3 separate regions of the Mus musculus genome follow, and all the other regions are linked to region 2. The links are chromatin contacts, called in public Micro-C and promoter capture Hi-C maps. All regions are on one chromosome and are shown on one strand. Each heading gives the region's core, a stretch centred on a gene start, on an enhancer-like site or on the middle of the called end of the contact. The rest is flanking DNA. Distances are from core to core; before and after follow the strand shown. Region 1 holds the start of Pdxk (pyridoxal (pyridoxine, vitamin B6) kinase). Region 2 holds the start of Lrrc3 (leucine rich repeat containing 3). Region 3 holds the start of Cstb (cystatin B).

Region 1 (2,700 bases), core at 14-2,513, 560 kb before region 2:
AAGGCAGTTCCAGGTGTGGTGGCATACACCTTTAATCCTGGCACTCAAGTTAGGTGGGTCTCTGAGTTCAAAGCCAGCTTGGCTTAGATAGTGAGCTGGATCAGGGAGAGAGACATCATGAGACCTTGTCTCAAAAAAGCTAAAGAAAAGCTCAAAGTGAATTGCCCCTCCCTAAGTATAACACCAGAGGTCTTCTATACACATACACAAACACAGAAATGCCGGGATTATAAATGTACACCATTGCTCCAGGCTAGCAAGATTCAGTTACAAGAAATGTTTAGCACATACATAGTATCCAGCAAACGTTACTATCAGCAAGCAATTAATTATTCCTCCAATGTACTTCCATTTAGTTGATTCCAGTCAAGCCTTCCTAACAACTTGGTTCTTCTTTACAGCTTTTCTGGTGCTGGGGCCTTGGTATGCACCCCACCAACGGAGCCTCAAAACCACTTCCTTTTTCTGATCTGTTCCCCAAGCAATGGGAATGTTCCTTTCTCTTCAGAGCAGATCTGGTCCCCAGTACTCTCTCTCACCAAGATAAAGCAAACTTGACATACTGGCCTGTGCCACTGATCTGTGACCCTGGTGTGTCCGTGACCACAGGAGTGCCAAGTGTAGGTCTGGAGATGGGACAGGAAGAGAGGTGCGCTTTCCCTAGGACTGAGAGGACTTGGTGGGTAGTGAAGAGGGGAAGACCAGTGCAGCCCCTTCAAATCTGTCCCCATGAGTGGCTCTAAGCAGACTTGAGCCTAGAGAAGATCTCTTATTATATTGAGAAGGGGCACGTGACTCCTGACTCAGGGTAGCCTGAGATCAGATGCCTGTGAGCCCTACTGGGTCTGGGATTCCACGCAGGCCGCGTGGCTGGAAAGGATCTCCTGATCTCTGAGGGTCTTCAGGCTCTGGAGCTCAGTGGAAACTCTTTGGACAGCAGCTCCGGAGTATGCCACCCATGGAGTGATCAGCGCCGCGGGCCAAGGAGGTGGAACAGTGTGTACTGAAAGTACCGTGCTGTGGAGTGTGATACAGGCGAACCCCCTGACGCACAGACAGATCTGCAAAAAGGGATGTGAGGCCACGTGATGGAGCACAGAGGAAGGAGCTCATGTGCTGGATTCCACAGGTCCCGTTGCCCGGAGGGGCGGGGCCTGCGTGAGGCACCGCCTTCAGCCCGCCCCTCGCCGCGCGGGACTCGCGGGTTAGCAGCCGGCCTGTTGAGGTCAGAGGAGGCGGGGAGCGCGTCCAAGCCTAGCGACTGCGCGTGCTTAAAGCGCTCGGAGCAGAATCCGAGCGAGCGGCCTGAGCAACCCCAGCCTGTGACACCACCTGGACCACGCGCCACTACAGCTTTCCCGGCATGGAGGGCGAATGCCGGGTGCTCTCCATCCAGAGCCATGTTGTCCGTGGCTACGTGGGTAACAGAGCGGCCATGTTCCCTCTGCAGGTATGCGCTCCACTGCTTATGTAACCGGGCCGGGCTGCTCACTTGCGGGTCTACGGGTTCGCTGCGTGGCCTTTTCCGACTAATGACCTTGGCCCCCTGTGGCCATCCTTTTGGGTCCCTATTGAGCGCTGGGCGCGCTGAGGGCAGATCCTGGCGCAGGCAGGCCGGGGGCGTGGACTACCCTGGGGAGCTTACAGCGGGGTGGTGCAGGTGGCACGAAGCCCCCTGCCCGGCTGTGGCGCACACGGTAGCGCCTGAGGGTCCCTGTTGCTTCCGTCTGCCTGACCAACAGTGGGCAGGGGCTTCCCGAAGCGTTAAAATGCTGAGCTGGGAGAATCCTTTCCTTTGGGAGCGCGGAGAGCCTCTTGGTAGACACATTGGCTAGTGATTGCTCGCTCTCTGCAGACATCCACGTTCTGCTTCTACCCATTCTATGAACTTGGACCAAGGAGGAAGCTGGGCCCACGCTTGGGTCTGAACACTCTTAGGGTGGTCTGTCACCCGCAGAGATGGGGCTGGAACTCTGCACCTCCCGCGTGCTTGCTTTTATTCCTAAAAGACAGCATAGTTTGCTGAGTTTGGCTTTGGAAGCAACCTGTTAGAAGGGCTGTAGCCTTTTCTTCCCAGATCCTATCTCCTGTGAGATGTGTGATGAATGAGGCTATCTCTGATCATTTCTGGCAGGTGGTGCTTCCTGCTTGTGACTGGTTGCCCTTGGAGGGAACCAGGTTGTCATGGGCATTAGAATAGGGGTCATAGGCAATATCAGCTGACTGGAGCTTCCTTGCCTGGCCGGTCCAGCAGGAAGATTGGGCTGGCCTGGGCAACCAGGTGGTGGCCTCTTGCAATGTATCTTTTTTGGCTGGTCACTGAGCAGGGTGGCAGGTCCCCGTTCCCCTTCCGCTCATGTCTAGCCATTAAACTGATTCCTGGGAGATGTTAGGGTGTAGCCTCTGGCTACCATGGACCTGAAAGAAGGACTTGGAAGGAAAACAGGTGGCTGGAACTGCATTTAAGGACAATAGAGGACTGTCCTGAATCAGGCTTGCTTGCCAGACAAATAGAGCAATTGATTGTTATTATACAGCATAGGAGATCAAAGTCTGTAGGCAAGGGCAGTTGCTGAGTGTTTGAGCGCCTGTTGGTTGATAAACAGTGCTTCACCCACACGGTCTAGTGTAGGCATTCTTGTTCTATCCAGAATGCACTGGTCTGGTGCTTCATGCTCTTTACCTTTGCTCTCTAGCTTA
Region 2 (2,700 bases), core at 172-2,671:
AAAATTAAAAAAAAAAAAAAAAAAGAAGAAGAAGAAGAAAGAAAGAAACCAACTGTGGGGAAAACTGTCAAGAGAATAGAAAGACAGTTCACACAGACCAAGAAACAATATTTACAAATTATGCATCTGATAAGGAGGGTGTTTCCAGAGAACTCTCACAACTCAAAATTAAAGAAAACAAACGACTCATCGAAAAGCAGAGAAACGGAGCAGACAGGAAACAAAGAAGAACACACCATAAGCCTCTGGAGTGACACAGACCCGTATTACAGCTCAAGCCACCGTTCCACACCCAGAGTGTTAGAGCCACGGGCCCACCAGGAGCTGTTGGCTATGTGCCTGTGTTGTCAGTGGGGTGTAATAAGGAGCCTACCCTGCTCCAGACACTGCCATTCAGGGTATGCACCCAAGGCTGCTGCACAACGCTCCCATGGCCCTTCCGTTAGAGTCCCAGATTAAAACCCAGCCGGAGCCGAACAGGTTACAGTATAGAAACTGGCACAGTGGACCTAGGGAGCCACTCAGCGTGGTGAACCACGAAATAAGGAGGCGGAAAGATAAAATGATAGGAGGCCATTTATGGAAGTCGTGGGAAACGCAGACTCCACGGAGGAAGACAGGTGACAAAGGAAGACTGGGGTCCTCCTGAGGCCGGTGGTGATAGGTTCCCGGCTGAGGATCAGGTCCTGCGTCGACGCTCCCATTTGCCTTTCTATGGTGACCTTAGACCTGAGACTTGGGGTGAGGGGCGTCAGTCATGCGGTGGGGCTGCTCAGGGCGGGGCTTGGCCACGTGGCACGCCCACGGACCCTTCCCTTACCAATGCCCTAGAAAGCCGGTACCTAAACCCGCCCACGCCCCTACAGGCCCCGCCCACATCCCGCCCCAGTCAGTGCAGTTTACATATCAGGCCCCGCCCCTCACATAAACCTCGCCCATAACCCTGTGCACCCCTCCTTGGGCTCCCCCCTCGGTGTTCGCCCCGTAGGATTTTATGAACTCTGTTTAGCTCTTTCTTACGCAGGCCCCAGCCCCTACCCAGCCCCTCACCTATCTGACCCTTCCCCTTAAGGCCTTGGCCCTCCTCAAATAGGACCCTCCCCTCCCCAGCCCCTCTTCCCCGCCTCTCGCACGGGACAGCCCTTTAGAGACCCCGCCCCTCAGCACACAGACCACGCCCTTACCTGGCCCCTCCCACCCACAACATGCTAAGCCCCGTCCCCCAAAGCACAGAACACCAAGGTCCCTTACTAGGACCCCTTTTCACCGGCGCCGTCCTTATCGCAAGGCCCCTCTCCACCTATTCCTCCCCTCCCAAAACCCTCTCAAGGCCCCGCCCAACACACAAACCCCGCCCCTCTGGCCTCAGCCCCACCCTGCCCCTCCTCTTGCCGGCCCCTCCCCTATAGCAAAGGCCCCCGCCCCTCCCGCCATGGCTTGCCCGCCTCCCTTCTTTACTGGCCGCTCGGTGGGCACGGGGCGGGTCGCCGCGGCGCCGGGAGGACTCTGGTCAGGCTCCGGGAAGCTCGGAAGGCGCTGAGCAGCGGCGGCCGCTCAGGTAAAGCCCCCATCCGCCCGCGTGGCCTCCCACCCGCGGAGCTCCACTGTCCCTGCTTTGCCGCCCTGCTCTCTGCTGCCGCTCCCTGCCCAGCCGGGCCGCACGCAGGGGGCTGCTTTTTCTCTCCGGTGTCTCCAGCGCCTCAGGCATGAAGCTTCTGCTTCAGGGTGCGCGGCGAGCTTTATTGATGACCGCGATCTTTAAGGTGTCACAGGTAGCCGAGTGCTTGGGGACAAACTGGTGAACGCGGCCACTTGCCCCGCCCGACCTGGCTCGCACAGATCGAGAGGGAAGACCTCCGCCAGCACGCGCCTAGAGCTGGGGGATGGGGAAGAGATGGATCCTTGGGCCTCCGCCCAGACTTGTGTCCCCAGCTATGGGTGGGTGACCAGAGGCTAGGACAGGGTTCTGTAACTGCCTAGCTAGGGCCAGTCTCCAGCCATCGGTCAGCCCTAGATGTCTTACTTAGCTGGGAGGTGCCTTCTCTGGGTGGCCTTGGGAATCTTCTAGAGTAAGTTACAAAGCAGGTATGTTTGATAGCCCGGAGCCCTGCCTCAAACCTGATATGCCTACGATTCCTTTCCTCCCTGATCCCGTCCTCCCAAATTGAATTGAAATGTGCAGTGGCGGTCACCCTCAGCTCCCTTTCCTCTTTTTTTCTTGTAGAACTGAGATCACTAGGCTCTTCAGCAGGCGAAGACACAAGAGTTTGTGTTGGATGACTGCCTGCAACGTGAGGAAGGACAGTCGCTTGCACATCCCAGTGGAGAAGAGCTACCTGGGTCAGGTGGAGGCAACATGGGCCCCAGGGGCAGGCAGAGCCCCTCAGCCACACTGGCCCCCTCCCAGGGGTCTTGCTTCTTCATCCTCTTCTGCTTACGGTTAGGTGCCTCCTGCCCACAGGCCTGCCAGTGCCCTGACCATGCTGGGGCCGTGGCTGTCCATTGCAGCTCAAGAGGGCTGCAGGAGATCCCTAGGGACATCCCAGCCGACACGGTGCTTCTGAAACTAGACGCCAACAGAATCTCCCGAGTCCCCAATGGAGCCTTCCAACACCTGCCTCAGCTGAGGGAGCTGGACCTGTCCCATAATGCCATTGAGGCCATTGGGCCAGCAGCCTTCTCAGGTCTGGCTGGGGGCCT
Region 3 (2,700 bases), core at 115-2,614, 520 kb before region 2:
CCCACCTTGATGAAGAGGTTGGTGCCAGCCACTATCTGTCTCTTGAAGGATATGGCTTTAAAGACATCAAACTTCTGATTTTCTTTCGATTCAAGCTGGGACTTCACCTGGATGGTGGGTGAGAAGGAAGGACTTAGATTCATGCACAGGTGCCCCCACACACACACACTGCCAGCCTTCAATACTCCTCATTCCGGGGGACATGGTAAACTGTTGGCCCCACTGATAAAGAACAACACAGCTCCTTTTTTTTGGGGGGGGGGGGGACAGGGTCTCACTATGTAGCTATGGCTGGCATGGAACTAAGCAAACTGGGCTGGCTTCAAATTCAGAGAGACTCGCCTGTCTCTGCCTCCTGAGTGCTGATGTGGCACGTGGCCAAGGTTCCCTTGCCTGGCCAGTGTGTCTGTAACATTTCCTCATTTCTAGGGTCTCATGGAGCTGACTCACTCCTTCTTGGCCACTTCAGTCAGAGCAAACACCTCCCAAGATCAGCTAGGCTTAGTGGACAGGGTCCTGGGCTTGGGGCGTGGCAGGAGAGCTGAAGAGAGGATTTGTTTAACTTTTCTTCTCTTGCTAATACCCTGAACCTCCCCCTACCTTGTACTGAATCTCTGCTCTGCTAACAGTCACAGGAAGGGCAGCCCAGGCCCAAGGTCCACCCCCTCGTTTCAGACTAGGCACAAGCAAGTTCTACAACTTCTGGTTTTGATCCTTTTTTTTTTCCCTGAGGGGCGGTGTTGGTGATGGTGGTGGTGGTATCAGTTGAATTCCTGCCACTGAGCTAAACAGTCCTAGCTCTTTCTTTTGAGGAGACAAGCACAGTAGCCCAGTCTGGCTTTCTCTTGTTTAGGCCTGGGTGTAAGTCAAAAAGGTGCCGTCTAGGTTCTAACAGCTGCCTTCCTGAATTCTCTGGGACCACCGGATCCCTCCACCGATCCCGGGGCTAGTTCCCTAATAGGTGAGTGGCCCTCTTGTATGCAAGCGGCAGAAGACTCGCCCCAGTTCCCGGCCCTGAATCTTCCAACCAGATCCAGAGCCCCCAGCTCCCAGTCACACTTGTGGCCGCCCCGGAAACCCGCTGCAGGACCTGACCAGTCTGGGCAGGCCGGTCCCTGAGGCCGCCGGGTCTCCGCAGGCCTGGCTCAGACTGGCCTGACCTGGGCCCAGCCTCACCTGGTCGGCGACCTCCTGCGTCTCGGCCGTGGCTGGCATTGTGGCAGATGGCGCGCCACACATCATCTTGGCAGCAGTAGTCGGGGTAGCACGGAGAAGCTGAAGACAGATCCAACTAGGAGACCTGGGTGCCTGGACCCTAGAAAAACCTGGCTTGGCTCCGCCCCCCCGGACCCGTAGCACGTGACAGAGCGACGGGGCGGGGCGCCGCACCCTCTCGCTCGCTCTCTTTACTGTCACCACCCTCCGTTCCAGGCAGAGTCAGGAGACCCAGGCTGGGCGTGGGCGGAGGGTGAGGCATGGTGGGTGCTTCACGTCCTTTCCCTGAACGGACGCTAAGAAGGGTTTGGAGGCTGGGAGTCCTGATTGCCCCTCAATGGTCGTGAAGTGATTGTAGGAGTATCTCTGACCCGGCTTAGGGGCTTCCGGGTCCTCACAGGATGCAGAGATGTGAGAAGGGGTCCTAGTCTTTCCATGGAGTAGGTGGACACGAAGTACAGCCCTGGACATCTCAATTTCCCCTTGTCCTGTGACTATTAAGTGGGGGTCTTGATGGGTCCCTATCCCTCCTTCCATAGAGTGGATACAGAAATAGATGATTGAGGACCTAGAAGTCTCAGATCCCTGTTCCTTGACCCCTGGCCCCATCCTTTCCTCCCCTCCCCAACGTGGACTTAGTTTTTGGGTCCGGATAACCCCATGAAATAAGAGCTTATCTGGGAATTCCATTCTTTTTGAATGACATGGCCTTGTCAGGCGGTAGGCGGGGCTTGGGGATCCCAGCCCCAGCCCCACAGAGCTGGGTAGGTGGTCTATTCTGGGTGAGACTCTATTCTCACACACCCAACACAGGCTGGGAACCATGAGGACCCCGGATATGCCCTCTGTCAGTGCTCTTACTTGAGTGACCTTCAAACCCGAGTTTCCGTTTGCAAAACTGTCACAGTTGGATAGCAGGACATGATGGTATACACCTGCAATCCTGGCACTTGAGAGGCTAAGCTAACCTGACTATGCAGTGAGACCTTGGCTTAAAAAAAATAATTTGGGGGTGCAGAGGTAGCTCATGGTAAGGGGCTTGCCACGGAAGTGCGACAGCCTGAATTTGATATTTGGAACCCAGTCAAAGAGCCAAGTGAGGGGCTGGAGAGATGGCTCAGCAGTTAAGAAAACTGGCTGCTCTTCCAGAGGACCTGAGTTCAATTCTCAGCTCCCACATACTAGCTCACAACTCCAGTTCCATGGGATCCTATTTCTCCACCCCCTGGCCTCAATGGGCACTAGGGATGCAAGTGGTGCCCAGACATACATGGAGACTTGTGGTGGTGGCAGTCAACCCAAACTAAAACAGAAGTTAGTACCAGACACTGGAGTATTGCTGGGATTAGGCCTGGCCATGCTTTTGTTTGGAGGAATGTGGATTTTGGGTTAGAAAAGCAATTGATCACTTAATAGTTCATAGGGCCATAGTAGTAGGAATATGGAAGACAGTGGTGATGAAGGTGATGTGAGCTTTGGGGGTCT

What was found. Promoter capture Hi-C pulls out the DNA fragments that hold promoters and counts their contacts. A called contact is a pair of places that touch in the nucleus more often than the background predicts.
Region 1: a Micro-C map of embryonic stem cells shows a contact between it and region 2, with 4 times the contacts expected there. The contact joins the promoter of Pdxk here to the promoter of Lrrc3 in region 2. A contact is called at or near these places in 1 of 39 promoter capture datasets (embryonic stem cells) and 1 of 484 Hi-C or Micro-C datasets (embryonic stem cells).
Region 3: a promoter capture Hi-C map of second pharyngeal arch cranial neural crest shows a contact between it and region 2. The contact joins the promoter of Cstb here to the promoter of Lrrc3 in region 2. A contact is called at or near these places in 3 of 39 promoter capture datasets (cranial neural crest, second pharyngeal arch cranial neural crest and stem cell-derived epiblast-like cells) and 1 of 115 datasets of contacts at active chromatin or transcription factors (embryonic stem cells).

The regions. Positions count from the first base shown.
Region 1 is chr10:78,463,511-78,466,210 of GRCm38.p6, reverse strand. It overlaps Pdxk (pyridoxal (pyridoxine, vitamin B6) kinase), which reads left to right and starts at 1,263. Exons shown (of 11, transcript NM_172134.2): 1 at 1,263-1,450. The coding sequence starts at 1,364.
Region 2 is chr10:77,901,257-77,903,956 of GRCm38.p6, reverse strand. It overlaps Lrrc3 (leucine rich repeat containing 3), which reads left to right and starts at 1,421. Exons shown (of 2, transcript NM_145152.4): 1 at 1,421-1,558; 2 at 2,225-2,700. The coding sequence starts at 2,357.
Region 3 is chr10:78,424,334-78,427,033 of GRCm38.p6, reverse strand. Cstb (cystatin B) reads right to left here and starts at 1,364. Exons shown (of 3, transcript NM_007793.3): 1 at 1,177-1,364; 2 at 6-107. The coding sequence starts at 1,242.